2 separate regions of the Rattus norvegicus genome follow, and region 1 is linked to region 2. Evidence: chromatin contacts called from public Hi-C data. All regions are on one chromosome and are shown on one strand. The core of a region is the stretch at or near the end of the contact, and the rest is flanking DNA. Distances in the headings are between cores, read along the strand shown.

Region 1 (3,982 bases), core at 693-3,192, 130 kb after region 2:
GTCATTTCTGGCCCCATAAGGAAGCCCAGGAAAGCCACTGGTTTACAAGGTTGAACTTCGGTGGTATTTGTACTTTGGTGTGTTGTGGGATCCCTGTTGGCTTGTTCGTTGCTTCTCCCTAGGAAAAGTTTTGTCACCCAACAGCATTGTCTACTCATGTAGGGCAACAGTTTAACCTTTTCTTTTTATTTAAAATTTAAAAATGTACATAAAGATAAAATAAAGTGAATAAAATAAAAATAAAAATGTCTGAGAAGTTGCGGTGCACAGCTCTAATCCCAGCACTTGGAAGGCAGAGTCAGGTAGATGATCTCTGAGTTTGGGCTCAAAGCCTGGGCTACACAGAGAGACCCTGTCTTGGAAAAACAACAATAATCAAACAAACATAAAAAAAAAACAAAACAACCCCAAACTGAAAACTAAACAAAAGCAACACCAACCCCAATAACAACAAAACAAACAAATAAAAAACAACCAACAAACAAAAACTCCAAACCAAAAAAAAAAAAACAAAAACAAAAACAAAAACCCCAAACAATCCCACTCCCAAAACAAAGCAAAACTAAACTAAGGAGCTGGAGTGATGGCTTAGTCGTTGAGAACACTGGATGCTCTTCCAGAGTTCCTAAGTTCAATTCCCAGCACCCATAAAAATGGTGTCTCTTAATCTCCTATAGTGTGATCTGGTGTCCTCTTCTGGTCTACAGACATACATGCAGGTAGAACACTGTATACATTAAAAACCAAAACCAAAACCAAAACCAAACCAACCAAACAAGCAGACCAACCAAAAAACAAAAATAAGACAGGATCTCACTCTGTAGCTCTGACTAGGCTGGAACTTGCCACGTGGACCACATTGGCTTAAAACCTCTGTGGCCTTTGTTCCCATTAGCATGTTTTCTGGTGTCCTTGTCCAGGTCATGACTGATGAGACTTCTGACATTTCTAGGAAAGTCTGTCAGACACATGCCTGTCAGCCCTGAATGTGGTCTTTTCAGTGCTGTGCCTATCCGCCATTTTCACTGATAACTCCTCATTATCTTCATGCTACCTATGTCCTGTTAGATTGTTCACTTCCTCCACTGTGTCTTCAAGCTCAGCCATTCAGTTCTCTCCTTGGTCTATTCTATTGATGAGGCTAACCACAGTTTTTTATTTCCACATTTCAGACTGGCTTTTCTCTATGTTGAGTTCCTCTTTCATACTGTCCACTGCCTTCTGTATTTTGTTCAGTTGTCTGTGTCTTTGAACATACTTAAAATCATCATTTGAGTTCTCATTCTGGGATATCATCTAACTCGCTCTCACTAGATGCCATTGCTGCTGTAGAGTTGATGTGTAAATATTTATTTTACATGCAATACATGTGAGCCTACATGAGTGTATGTGCAGCACATTTGTAGACTGAACCATTCAATGACGGACAACTTTTTAGTTTGAGGTAGGGTCTCATTGTGTAGACCAAGCTGGCCTAGATCTCATAGAGATCTGCCTGCTTCTGCCTCTAGAGTGCTGGATTAAAGTCATGATCAGCTTTTAATTAGGTTTTTTTTTTTTTTTTTTTTTTTTTTTTGAGTGTCATGCCGCAGAGACTGGCCTCAAAACTACTACGTAGTGGAAAATGACCTTGAATTTATGACTTTCTGATCTTTGTCACTGGTGGCGAACTTGTTCCTAGGTATACAGAGTCATAAAACTGGCTTGACATGGTCAACTATTTACTGGTCATTCAGTAGGGCACACCTAGAAGTACACACAAAAGCCATGAGCCTATGTTGACACCTGCTGGCCACCACAACACTAAACAATGGGCTCTAGCCTCACAGCCTAAGAGCGTCCAGAGGAGCCGCTCGTGTCACTCAGCCCACGCAGAGCAGATCTAGCCAATCAAGATCTCCAGGCAGGTTGTCCAATCAGAAGCTCCTGGGAGGCGGGGAGCGGGTTCTTTTCGGCCGCCATGCTAGCTAAAGGTTCTTAACCAAGCCTGAGAAAGGCCGTTGTGGGAGTCCCTGCTTGGAGCTGAGAGGGGAGCACGGGCGAGTTCGGAGCCGCGCCATGGTGAGCGAGGGCCGCTGTCCTCTGACGGGAGGAGCGATCGGTTGAGCCGCGGAAGCCGGGGTGGTGGGCCCGCCCCGGGGCTTGGCCAGTGGGCGCGGGGACAGAGGGACTGCGACCCCTAGGCCTCTGCCTGAGCCCGTAGGTACTTCCGCCCTGATCCTCTTCCGCGTCAGAGCTGAGCCGGAGGCCCCGCCCTGCGGGGGGAGGGAGGGAGCCAGTGCACTGATGACGTCACGACTCGGGCTGGCGCGCACAGCCTTGTTTTAGTATTGCGCTTGCTAGTAAGGCTGCTTGCTAGACTAAGGCTGTCTGGGTTCTTTGTGCTGCCTTCGAGAAGTTCTGAACTTTGCGTTCCACATGTAAGTATGGGACCCTCTTTAGGTTAATTTTGCGACATTTGTAAAGTCCAGTGAGTTTCTTTGCAAAGGTGTTTAGAAACAGCTCTGGGAAATATGACTTGTCTCATTGAATTTATTTTGTTCTGTCAAACATCCTTTGATTATATTTTTGTTTTTATTTCTGCTTATGCATTTGTGGGCTTGCTAGTTTTCCCTCCCACAAATAGTGCATTGTTTTGAGTACTGACCTTCGCTGAGAACTGTTAGCAAGTGTTGTGGTTGACTCCTCTGTATTGTGTTCACCATTCTGGGTCTTCTCTTCATTTCCACGCATATAACTCACTTGCTGTTACTTTATCTTAGGGTTTTTATTGGACGTATGCTGAGCTTCTAGTTTTAACTGAGAGCTGACATTGAGATTTCCTGTCATGAGCATCTATATTTCTATGCTAGAAATATAGATGGGCACATTTGTATCCTCCGAAAGTATCAGAATGTTTTTGAATAACAATAAATTTGAAAGGTTTTGATGGCAGCAATTTGCCAGATGATTTCACTTTTGTAATCGGGACAAGGCCAATGTGGGATTTATTTTAGTCTTAATTATTAATATGAATTCTTATGTCACAAACACAGTATATCTATGCATATATTTAGTTTATAAAATGAATACAGGTAAAAGGCTTAGAAGTAGGCTGATAGATATGTAGGTAGAGCTTGTCTAATAAGGAACTCCAAACAACTTGTGCCACAGGGAGGAAGCCTTTGACAAGTCCCAGGGAGGACTCAGGCTTGTCAGCTTTGCTGACAGTTCTAGATAGAAAGCAGAAACAGGCTCTAAGGACAGGCAACTGTGGGCTCAGGTCCAGGTTTAGGTAGGGAATAGGTGGAGGACCAGGCAGTTGAATAGACTGCGTCAAGGGACCTAGTTGAATTGAAACCTCAGAGATAGGAGTTCCTGCTTGTCCTTTCTTGATTCATATGCCAGGTATCAGATCATAGGTTGGTTTGGGGCTAGACATCCTAGGAGTAGTAGGTGTTTATCACTTTAAGAAGCCAGGAGAGGGAAAACCTTTCCTGGTTTTCCTGATAGCATTGTAATACATTCACGTGCCCCTCTAGTCTCAGCTCACCCTGATAAACTTATAGAGTAGCTCCCTTTCTGTTCTCAGGAACAAGCCTTAGGAGTCTGTGCTATCTGGGTGAACAGATAGTATTGTTTGAGCATGAACCGGCTGTAATCATTCTCTTCCCGTCAAATGGAGTCACTCAGGGCCAGGCATTGCCTGGAAAGCCACAGTTTTTTTTTTTTTTTCACAGCATGGGACAGGACACAGCAAACTGTGCCCTTCAACACTTGATGTCCAGGATCCTACAGTGGCATTCCCTGTATTAGGTTCATTGCTTTCTTTGGTGATTTATAGTGTGAGGCTGGAGAGCTGACTTAGTGGCTAAGAGCTCTGCTGCTCTTGTAGGTGGATTTCCAGTGATTACGTGAAGGCTTACACCCATCCTTAACTTCAGGCCGAAGGAGATCTAAAGCCCCCTTCTGGCCTTCATTGTCACCAGGCATGAATGTCGGG
Region 2 (4,307 bases), core at 1,027-3,526:
GGTAACTTAGTTGTGAGGTTCCTCAGAAGTAATTATGCTCTGACTACACTGTGTTGTGATATCGGGGTGTGTGTGTGTGTGTGTGTGTGTGTGTGTGTGTGTGTGATGCTTTCTTCCTCTACAACATTTTCTTTTGCACAAAGCACATACACTGAGACAGCTAGCTTCCCTCCCCAGGTGGCTCCATCTAAAGTTCCCTGGGACTCCTCTGACTGGTAATCTGCCTTCTGCAGTAACAAATGAGTCCACCTTCTTCCCAAACGGTTTTATCCAGGCTACTTTCATGACATAAACGTTCCAGCCATGCTGTTTTTGCTTGGCCTTGCAATGACTGGAGGTGGAGGTAGGACACACAGTGGTGACCCTGAAACTAACACACAAGGATAAACTAACACAGGGGGAGACAAGTAAAGATGCCATGGAGGGTGCTGGCCCTGCACTTTACAAGTTCCCTTAGTTTTCCTCAGTGACCCTGGAGGGAAGTGTTTCAGCTTTCACTTTACAGTAAGGTGAAACTGAAACCCTAGAGGGAAGCAAAGCCTGATCAGTCTCCTCACTCAAGGCTGCTTAGCTCCTCCCACTCCTCCTCTCTAGAAGAGGAGAGGAAGTTCCCAGCTATAGATGCTAGGGATCCAATGCCCTCCTGCACAGCACACCCACGCAACCTGGTTGCCATGTTCAGAAATTTGGGCCCCTCTGCTGGATAAATATTAATGAAACAGGGTGTCTTCTCTTGGACACACACATACACACACACACACACAAACACACACACAGCCAAAGAGGGTGTATATGAGGGCATTCAGGTGTTTCCTGCAATCATTGACACTGCCTCCCTTTTCTGAAGACCAACCCAAAGCAGATATCGGTGCCCCAGGCTTCAAATTTGGTGGGATCTGTAGTGTGGTCACTGGGTGTTACCTGCCAACCTAGAACACCTAATAGTCGGTGCCTCCTGTAGAGACACTGTATTTAGAATTCTGAACTTAGACTACACCGCCTTGCTGCATATCCTGACAAGCCCTCATTTAACCACATTTATCTTACAGATAACTTGAGACTCTAAGCTAGTAAGTCACAAGTAGCTCCTGGCCATCTTCAGCACCAGGGTGAACTATTCACTCTTGGGTCTAGCACGGGACAGAGGCTGAACATTGGGCGGTAGGACTTGGCTTCATGCATTTGGGAAATTACCCCACAGGTCTAGCCTAACACTTCACACACACACACACACACACACACAGAAGCCAGAAAGGCTTTTAACCTGGAGACAGAGATAGGCGGTTCTCTGTGAGTCCTAGACGCCCCAAGGCTGTATAGTATGATCCTGTCTTGTAGAAAAAAAGAAAAAGAAAACCAAGACAGGACCGTTCCAAGAGCAATACACCATATGGGAGCTAAGATGACAAGTCACACAAACAGTAACATATGGGTCTTGCTCTAAGTCTGTTCCTGTTTCTCGTGAGTCAAAAAGACCATGCCACAATAGCCTGGCGAGTCACAGCGGGGTCAGAGCCATAGGGCAGGGGGCGCTGCTGGAGGCAGCTGGAAGGCTGCAGACCAGACTGGAGACACGCAAGCCCGCTGCAGCCTGGAACCCTGCTAGGCCCCATTGTGCCTGGGTCCCAGTCGGGGTCGGGCGCGCGCACTTACCGGGGTGCAGGTGAGCGCGCAGTGCGCGTGCACAGACCAATGCCCCGACAGGATTGTGAGTGCGTGCGCGAGGCAGATGGTAGCGAGGGCCAGCAGTGCGGCCTCCGGTATCTGGGTCCAGCTGTTGCCCCATCCCCAGCAACCGCTGGCGGCGGCGCCCAGCCAGGCTGGGTACAGCAACCCGGCAAACGGCAGCACGGTGAGGCGCCGCAGAAGCGCCAGCCGCCGGTATGGCCATACAGCGGCCACCAGTTCGTCGCCGCTCGCTATGAGCGCTGGCCCGGCAGCGAGGCCCGGCCGCCCAGGCTGAGGAGACCCGCTGCCCCGGGCCCCGCCAGGCCGGGCTCCGCAAGGTACCGCGTTGCCCACCACCGCCATCTTTCCCAGCGCTGCGCTGGCTTCCGGCAGAGGCACCGCCTTCTTCCGGTATATTACTTCCGGTGAGGCTTGATCTCCATGAGTGGCCTCAGGAATAGGAAACGTCTAGGTAAAGCGTTAGATGGGATAGAAAGTGTCTGCTCAGGGCGCCGCCATGTCAGGCTGTGGCTGGAAGGAGATTAAGAGCGCTGCCATGACAAAGAAGGTATCAAAGGTCCAAATCAGCTTGCTAAATTCGGCCACGGCGGACTAAGACCGGAAAAGATTCGGCAGGCAGGGCGGGCTTGACATCATCGAAAGAACCTGAAACGGAAGAGCCCTGCGCTTCTCACCAACTACTTAGGCATCTGTCAGTCACTAGGAACAGGCCTCTATAGGTGAAGGAGAAAAGCTTACCCAAAGATTCAAGCTTTAGGAGGTGGGACCTTTTGAGGGCGGGGTTTGGTAGTAGGCGGAGCCTTTGCAAGGTATCGGAAAGGTACCTTTTCCGTACAAGCCATACTGGTAATAAGTACACAAAATAGTCACATTAACATAAATGGAAAATTAGATATTTATATGAAATGTATTACGATATTTTACCCAACTATTCTGTACAAGCACTGTTATTTGAACACAACCATAAGAGAGTTTTTGAAGATTGAAAAAAAATTCTTTGTAAGCATGTATTTACCTATAGCTGTGTGTGTGTGACCTGTGTGCAATTCCTACAGGGACCCTAAGAATGCGTCTGAATCCTCGATTTGGAGTTACAATTAATTGTGAGTGTGGGTGCTGGGAATTAAATACAGGTCCTCTGGAAGAGCAGCCAGTGCTCTTAATGGCTGTTGCCTTGGACTCCTGAGTGCTGGGATTAAAGGCATGTGTTGCTCTGCCCACGTCCAACATAGCTTATTTTTATTCTTTGTCAATGTTATTTTGCTTGGTAGTGCAGGTTATCTCATGTGGAAGATGACAAATTCAAGTTCATCTCAGGAACTTAATGAGACTTTTTCCAAACTTAAAAAAATAATAAAAGTGTTGGCTAGTTCAGTGTTAGAGTGCTTGCCTAGCATTCTTGAAAGCCTGGGTTTGATTGCTTGTAAAAACAGATGGAAAACCCCACACGGCCCCCTGACTGCAATTCATTCTCTCTCTCTCTTGATTGGTAGAAAGCTTGATAAGAGGACTTAGGACGGTCTAAAGGCTGGTCTTGTCTTCTCTCCTCTTCCCTCTACCCCACCCCAGGGGAATCTCTAGTCCTTGGGCTCAGCAGCAAATGCTCTTGCCTGACTCTACAGAGAGATCCATGAAGAGTCAGGAAATAATTCAAAGTCTAGGACGTTCCTGAAACTTAACAGGCACACAAGGTTCACTCCTCTCTAAGGTTATATGAGCAGTCAAGTTGATTGCAAGTCGTAGGGAGAACTCTAGGTTTACAGCTTGGAGTCGTCACCATTTGGAGGTGCGTTTTCAGTGACACAACTACCTTTCAGTCATCCGTGCCGGCTAAGTGTAAGCAGCCATATTCCTGCTATGACTCCAGTAATACTCTCTGATTCATTAAGTTAAACTTCAGTGTTTTCATGACAGTCATCTGTCATCCCTGGGGTGAGTTGACATTTGTTCACACCTCTGTAGGAATAGTGTCACACAGCGTAAATGGTGCATGCACAACAGGGACTGACAAAACCAAACATAGGGAGGGGTAAGTGCCCGCTCCCTTCGTGGGCTCTGAGACTGGGACCTGAGGCTGATTGGTGTGAGGGGAGAACACCTGTGGGTGATTCCCATTATGGCTGGCTCTCCCTGTGGTGGCCTCCCTGTTGTAGTGGTCACATGCTCCCTGCAGTAGAAGATAGGGCAGCAGTCATGGCTGAGCCATCTGACATCTGTGGAGGGAATCCCAGCGCCACCATAAAGGTAAAGGGTGTCCTGCCTCCTTGATGAACAAGATCTGCCTCATGTTTGGGGATGTCTCTAGAGCAATCTATCACGACTCTGAAAACCGAGGTCGTCATATAATCTCCACACACATGTGGACACATGCATTCGTGGGCACATATTTTGAACAAACACATACACATAATATCTACATACACACAGACATACAGAAAAACAAAAATTAAGGGTGTATGAGTTCTATTTCTGACCGAGGCAGCATGATATAATGCATTTAACTGAGTCCATAGTTTGAGAGAGTTAGGATTCATGGAATGAAGGCATGGCTGCAGGAGTCGATAAAAGCTCCCGTCTTAATCTGCAACTAGGAGACAGAAAAAGGACACGGGAAATCT

What was found. A called contact is a pair of places that touch in the nucleus more often than the background predicts.
Region 1: a Hi-C map of Schwann cells shows a contact between it and region 2, with 4 times the contacts expected there. The contact joins the promoter of Zfp868 here to the promoter of LOC108348302 in region 2. A contact is called at or near these places in 4 of 12 Hi-C or Micro-C datasets (the A7r5 cell line, Schwann cells, hepatocytes and 1 more).

The regions. Positions count from the first base shown.
Region 1 is chr16:19,794,634-19,798,615 of GRCr8, forward strand. It overlaps Zfp868 (zinc finger protein 868), which reads left to right and starts at 1,943. Exons shown (of 5, transcript NM_001009538.2): 1 at 1,943-2,061.
Region 2 is chr16:19,663,085-19,667,391 of GRCr8, forward strand. It overlaps LOC108348302 (zinc finger protein 709-like), which reads left to right and starts at 2,277. Exons shown (of 6, transcript XM_063275932.1): 1 at 2,277-2,408. Atp13a1 (ATPase 13A1) reads right to left here and starts at 2,036. Exons shown (of 26, transcript NM_001106079.2): 1 at 1,654-2,036. The coding sequence starts at 2,031.